Regions from separate parts of the Rattus norvegicus genome. Here region 1 is linked to region 2. The links are chromatin contacts, called in public Hi-C maps. All regions are on one chromosome and are shown on one strand. Each heading gives the region's core, a stretch centred on a gene start, on an enhancer-like site or on the middle of the called end of the contact. The rest is flanking DNA. Distances are from core to core; before and after follow the strand shown.

Region 1 (2,887 bases), core at 237-2,736, 47 kb after region 2:
TGGTTTGAAGAAAGCAGTCTACTACTGAACAATAACTCTTAGCCCATTCCCCAAACCATTTCTACATAACGGTTACAGTTTCAGAAATTGTAGGCATATTGTTTATCAACCACAAAGGAGAAAAAAAAATCACGACTTCAGATAAAAAAGCTTAATAATACTCATGTTTACTTTCAATTAACATTTACTGTGACAACATGAGTGGTCATCTAATCCCAAAGAGAACACTTACATCTAACAAAGCAAAGACTTTGGCCTGAGCTTTTTTGTTGGCTTGTCACCACTTTACAATTATGTAGCTGCTCAGTTTACCAAATCTGCATAAAGTGCATTTTTAAAGATAACTTTCTAAATTAATATAAAGAGGCTTTCTTTATAATTTCACTGCAGTCGATTTGGCAAATTAGCAAGATATGTATAATAAAGAGAAGTGGGGATCACATCCATAGCAAACAGTAATAGTTCCCTTGTAGATTGTTGGAGACTTAGTGGAAACACCGAAGTGCATTAAGCATGCCTGACAACCTGAGTTCTGTCCCAGGATCCTGTGGTGGAAGCAGAGAACTGATTTCTGCAAGTTGCCCTTTAGATGCCACAGGAATGTGGGACACACACTAAAACGCCAAAGAATAGATATCTGAAAGTTCGAACATGAATAAATAAAGTTTGCTGGGGGTTTGTTTGTTTGTTTGGTTTTGGGTTTTTGTTTTTGTTTTTGTTTGAGATAGGGGTCTCATCTTGCCCAAGTCAGCTTAGAACTCTCTACAAGGAGAGGATGACCTTGAATATCTGACCCTCCTACTTTTACCTCTCAATGGCTGGCATTACCACGGTCTGTTTTATTCCCAGCTAGGGAATCGAACATGCAACTTCATACATCCATAGGTAAGCACTCTAGCAACTGAGCAGCACCTCTAATTCTTAAAAAAAAAAAAAAAAGGCTTTAATATTAAAAAAACATCTGGGGTAGAGGTTGTAGAGCCAGTAGGCATCCCTTACCTACGGTAATATTTGCATATTTATGTGCACACTGCAAACCGAGTGGAGATAGAATCTCTTATCAGCATGGGATGCTTTCTTGACATCTGACTTTCCTAGTCTCCTAACTTGATACGGCAGTACGCCAGTGTCAAGAGGGAAGGGAAGTGAGTGGTGGGTCCCTGGGTTAGCTGAGTCCCTCGCGGGAGAGGACAAACAGGTCTGAGTTGCACTCACCCAGGCCCCGCCAGCCCAGCGGACCATCGCAGCTATCCAGGATCGTGCACAGCTCGCCCAGCAGCGCGGGCGGCAGGTCGAAGAGCAGCGAGTGTGGCGACAGCGTACCACGGGCCCCGCACGGGCCGGCCATCGCGGAGCCCCGGACCCCACGCTGAGAAGCAGAGACGTCGCCGCTGCCACCTCCTTTCACAACCGCGGAAATTCAGCTCCACGACGGCTGCCCGGAGCTTGCAACACTCCACGCCCGGGCAGTCGCAGGGCGGGTCCCACGTGACGCAGGGAGCCTCTCCCCAGGGATGCCCCTGCGAGACCTGGGCTGCCCCGGCCTCTAGCGCACCGTTCCCCTGTCCTCTTGTTATGAACCGTTCTGTCAGTCCTCGCCTTGGGACGTGACCCAGGAGACCAGCCAAGAAAATGAGGGCGGGGGCAGCGGCTGGAATCCGGGAAAGCCGCCACCCCTCTGCTGCCCTGGGATGGGCGGCCTCCTGGCCACGACTGGATCAGAGAGGGTTTCGGTACATCTTTTAAAGTTTTCTTTGTCCGGTCAGGAAAGAAATACGTACTCGCCGAGAAACACGGTTTTTTTGCCAAGTAAATTTAAACGGAAGAAAACGTGAACACACTGGGGGGAGAATGGACGTAAAAGAAAACCACAACGAACAGGCCAAACCAGGGCAAAAAAAACCCTGCTCGTCCTTGCTACAGAGGGCAACCTCTGCCACAGTGCCACTTGGTTTTACTGCAGTCTCCTTTTCCTTCCTCCCAGTGCTTCAGCGAACTTGCAACACGAAGTTTAAGAAACATTGACTGGTGTCCTGAAATACTCTACCGTTTACGCTGTAACGACCCACCGCGGGAACCGTATGGATGTTTCGTCAGTAGACGAAGAGGTTCTTCAAAGGAGGTGGGAAAATGGAGTGGTAACCAACCACTTGAAAATCCAGCGGCTGTTTGAAACCCCAGATCTCCCTCTTTGGAATAGCGCCCCCTGGCTATCAGCAGCAATGGTGCCTGGGCGTTCAATACCCACTGTGTGAATTCCCGTAAAAACTGTAAAAGCTCGTAAACTAGAACTGTTTGAACGAAATTTCTGAAGTCTCTTCGTCCTAACGACTATGGTTTTATCAGACTACACGCCTAAAAGGACCCCTGTGCCACTATGCTAAGCATTAGCGGGAAGAGAAGATTGGCGTAGGTTACTTTTTGACTTTCTAGAGCTGAGAAAACAATCTGAGACCTATGTCTGCATAGGAAATCGCCATGTGTGATTGTGTTAGCTTTCTGACAAAATGCCCCACAGAACAGATTCAAAGGTTGTTTGGTTCATAACCAAACAGCGAAGCTCCATGGTTGGAGTTTGTGGTTCATGGTATCAGGAAAAGAGAGAGAGGTGGGGGAAGCCGGGCAGGGCCAGGGTGCCAAAATTCCCTTCAAGAGATCTGATTTCTTTCCACTAAGTCCCCCTAGATCCACTAGGTTTAATCACCTACCAGCAATGTATGTAGGCTGGCAACCAAGCTTTAGTGTATGGGCCGTCAGAGGATGTTTAAAATCCTCTCCGTAATAATAACAGCAACACTCAAAATGTTTGCATCACCAGATCTAATGTAGCATGAGGCAAGGAGAAAGAGATTGGGGACACGCCTCCAATGATGTAATCGGTGGAGTC
Region 2 (3,216 bases), core at 29-2,528:
GCGCCGACAAAGTGATATTTCTGGATGATTTCAGACAACAGGGAGGAAGAAGCTCGAGGTATTTCTTGCACCTGCATTTACATATCTGCATATAGAAATTAATGAGTGCCAGTGCTTGTATTAGTCACTTTCATGTTATTTTGACAAAACACTGTGACCATAAGCAACTTAACGAAGAATTTATTTAGGACTAAAATTCCAGAGGGATAAGAGGCCATCATCAGAGAGAGGCCTATCTATCATGGTAGATTCTAGTAGGCAGAGAGGCAGGAGCAGGAAGCTGGGAGATGACATCTCAACCACAAACACAAATCAGAGAAAGCAAACCAGAAGTAGGGAGAAGCTATATAGTCTAATGCCCATCCCCAGTGACATATAGTTTCCTCCAGCAAAAACCTCTGCAAACAGCCTCACTAACTGGGAACCGGGTGACCAAACACCCAAAACGACAGGGGGCATCTCTCATTCAGATCACCACAGCACTTAAAGAAGATGCTGGCAATGAGAATTATTAGGAGAACTTTGGATTTGTGTGATATCTAATTGTTTTAGCTCCCCTTCAGAAAAACAATAAACATATTCAGAGATCATAAAAGAGGAAGGAACTAGGAAGACATGAGGAGAATCTGAGGAAAGTCATTTATATCTAAGATGCTCCTCGAACACAAAGATGGCTGTTTTAAAATGATGAAGGGGAAGATTAAAGAATCAATCCGTCCAGCTGTTTCATCGCCTGTAGACCTAGATACCGTATTAAACATGAAACTGACTCACAGCCTTCACAAGTCTGCAGCTGTCAGCTGACTTGCCCAAGAGGCCTGGGATAAAGGCAGAAAGAGGCGGAGTCTCCAAGGAAGAGTGTCATTGGGGCCGATGGACCAACCTGCAACTGTCTATCCACCCTACCAGCCTCCCTCCATACTTAGAGACCAGCACATAAGAAATGCTGTGTGTGCTTTCTCCCTGCACTCTAATTTTGTGTCTCTGGTTAGTTTCCATTCTTCAGGCATCCCTGTTGCAGCTTCCTGCTTCCCTCCTCTAACACCAATGGCCAGACCAGCCTAGGACATGAGTACACAGGACCTATCAGAAACACGAAGGTTAACTTCCTGATTTGGAGCCATTGGCAGGAACGAATGTCTGGGATGAGAAATGCTTCAAATGCCTTTCAATTTAAATTTATCTGCAAATGTGAACACGCCAGGCCTAGTGCTATCAGATGCTTTAATGAGATCCTGTAATTGGAAGACATCTTCATTTCCTAAAGATAAATGTGAGTCTTCTGCCAAGGCTGCAGACTGCACTCTGGATTCTCTCTTTGGATCCTCTCCTTCTCAACTCCCACCATCTGGTAGTGAGTTTTGTTTGTATAACATCCTCTTAAAGAGTTTAAATTACTAAGATATTTCTGGGCTAAATGAACCGCCAGGCTAAATGCGGGCTTTGCTTCCTCCTGTGGGTGTTCCTCAGCTGCAAGCCAGACATTTTCCTCCTTAGAAAGAGAAATCTCTCTCTGCTAGGACAAACCAGACCGACAGGGTGGATCTCTAGACCTTGTCACTCTCCACAAGAGTCTGACATCAATATCTTAATGTGTACGCTTGGTGCTTTTCTCTTCTTCAATCCCTGGGTCTGTTGATGAAGCCAACTCACCCCTGGTAAGCCCAGGCGTGTAAATTCCCCAGTAAGCATGGTTGTTGGGAATACAGAGGCATGGAAGGGCACCTTCCTTTCCCACCTGTGGTCATGTGACAGGCAAGTCATGTGACAGGTGAGTCATGTGACCGGCAAGTGGCCAGCTTTTCTAAGCCTTAGCTCTTCTCCTAGAAATTCATTTCAACTACAAATGATAATGATCACACCGACACTCAGGGTTAATGAAGGACTAACAAGTGTTTCTGTAGGAGTTTGTATGACATCTGAAACTGAACTCCACAATCCACCTGCAATCTAGCCATCATCCTTCACGGATAAGTATTTACCAATGCCATAGGACAAGCTGCATATGACTGTCTCTGGTGACCTCTGTGTGGCTCCACTCAGAAGGCCTCCTCCTCCTCTTCCTCCTCTTCTTCCTCTTCCTCCTCTTCCTCTTCTTCTTCCTCCTCCTCCCCAAATTCTCTATGTGCCACAGGAATCACTGCTGCCGTGAAGCTCTCTGCTGAACCTCTCTGAAGCCCAGCATGCCTCCTGCTGTTTTTGAGTATATGAGTACACTTCAGACACACCAAAAGAGGGTGTGTGATCCCATTACAGATGGACATCAGCTACCATGTGTGGTTGCTGGGAATTGAACTCAAGGCCTCCAGAAGAGCAGCCAGTGCTCTTAACTGCTGAGATATCTTTCCAGCCCACGCCTCCTGCGTGTAAGTTACTATTGGACACCTACAATATGTGATTCGGTACTTAGTGGAGCCCACCTGGTGTTGTCTGCACAAGCATAGTGGTAAGCCTATAGCAGGTACCAAACAGCTATTTGTATAATCATTTCCTCTAGGGGGTTTGGAACCCTCAAGTGGTTTTAGATTACTGAGCGTGGGAATGGTAAATACATGACCCGAATGTTGCTCAGCGTCCTCCCATATTACCTACAGACATCATTAATCGAGTTCCAAAAGCACTCAGACAAGATTCTCTTTCTCCCCTCAGTACTTGGGGAGTCATTACTAATCAAGACAGAGCCTGAGATAAAGCATCCCATTCGCCATCAGCAGCAATGATTTGTTAGGGCTGCTCTAGCACACTGCTTCTCGGACTGATTCTTTGAAAAATGCTTAAACAGCAGAGCCAGGACAAAAATTTAACCTCCTATTTCCATGTTGGATGCTGTTTTGATTTACAACAATTAACTGAAAAAAAACTTTCACTCAGCTATATGAACAGAAAATTAAAATCTGTTGATTACAAGGAGAAAAAAATGACCTTTGTCTCCATGACCTACATGAACAAGAAGACAAATGACTCAGAAGTGGAAGACAGGACATTTTTTGAAAGATGATCCACAGTCTGCTGGGACTTCATTGACCTCAAAGGGCAAAGTATTTTCTCTTTTAATCCCTCTATCTGTATTACAGGCCTCCAAGAATAGTTATTGAACAGCCAGGAGGTCAATTACACCAGTCTGGCACTTTTAATTTCTGTGTAATATTTATATAAAGCATGGGCAAAAACCAAATGCTCTTAAATGAATTCTGGTTAGGTGTATATATTTGTTCT

What was found. Hi-C and Micro-C count contacts between places; a contact is called where the count stands out from the background.
Region 1: a contact with region 2 is called in a Hi-C map of frontal cortex, with 2.3 times the contacts expected there. The contact joins the promoter of Irak3 here to the enhancer-like site in region 2. A contact is called at or near these places in 2 of 12 Hi-C or Micro-C datasets (frontal cortex and liver).

The regions. Positions count from the first base shown.
Region 1 is chr7:57,597,145-57,600,031 of GRCr8, forward strand. It overlaps Irak3 (interleukin-1 receptor-associated kinase 3), which reads right to left and starts at 1,487. Exons shown (of 12, transcript NM_001108101.1): 1 at 1,216-1,487. The coding sequence starts at 1,348.
Region 2 is chr7:57,550,438-57,553,653 of GRCr8, forward strand. All of the region lies in intron 8 of Irak3 (interleukin-1 receptor-associated kinase 3), which reads right to left. Among named protein-coding and RNA genes, the nearest start is that of Irak3, 47 kb to the right of the region's middle. Within about 2 kb of position 1,279, at least 6 of the 93 cell types and tissues checked have an H3K27ac peak or open chromatin away from gene starts, as enhancers often do.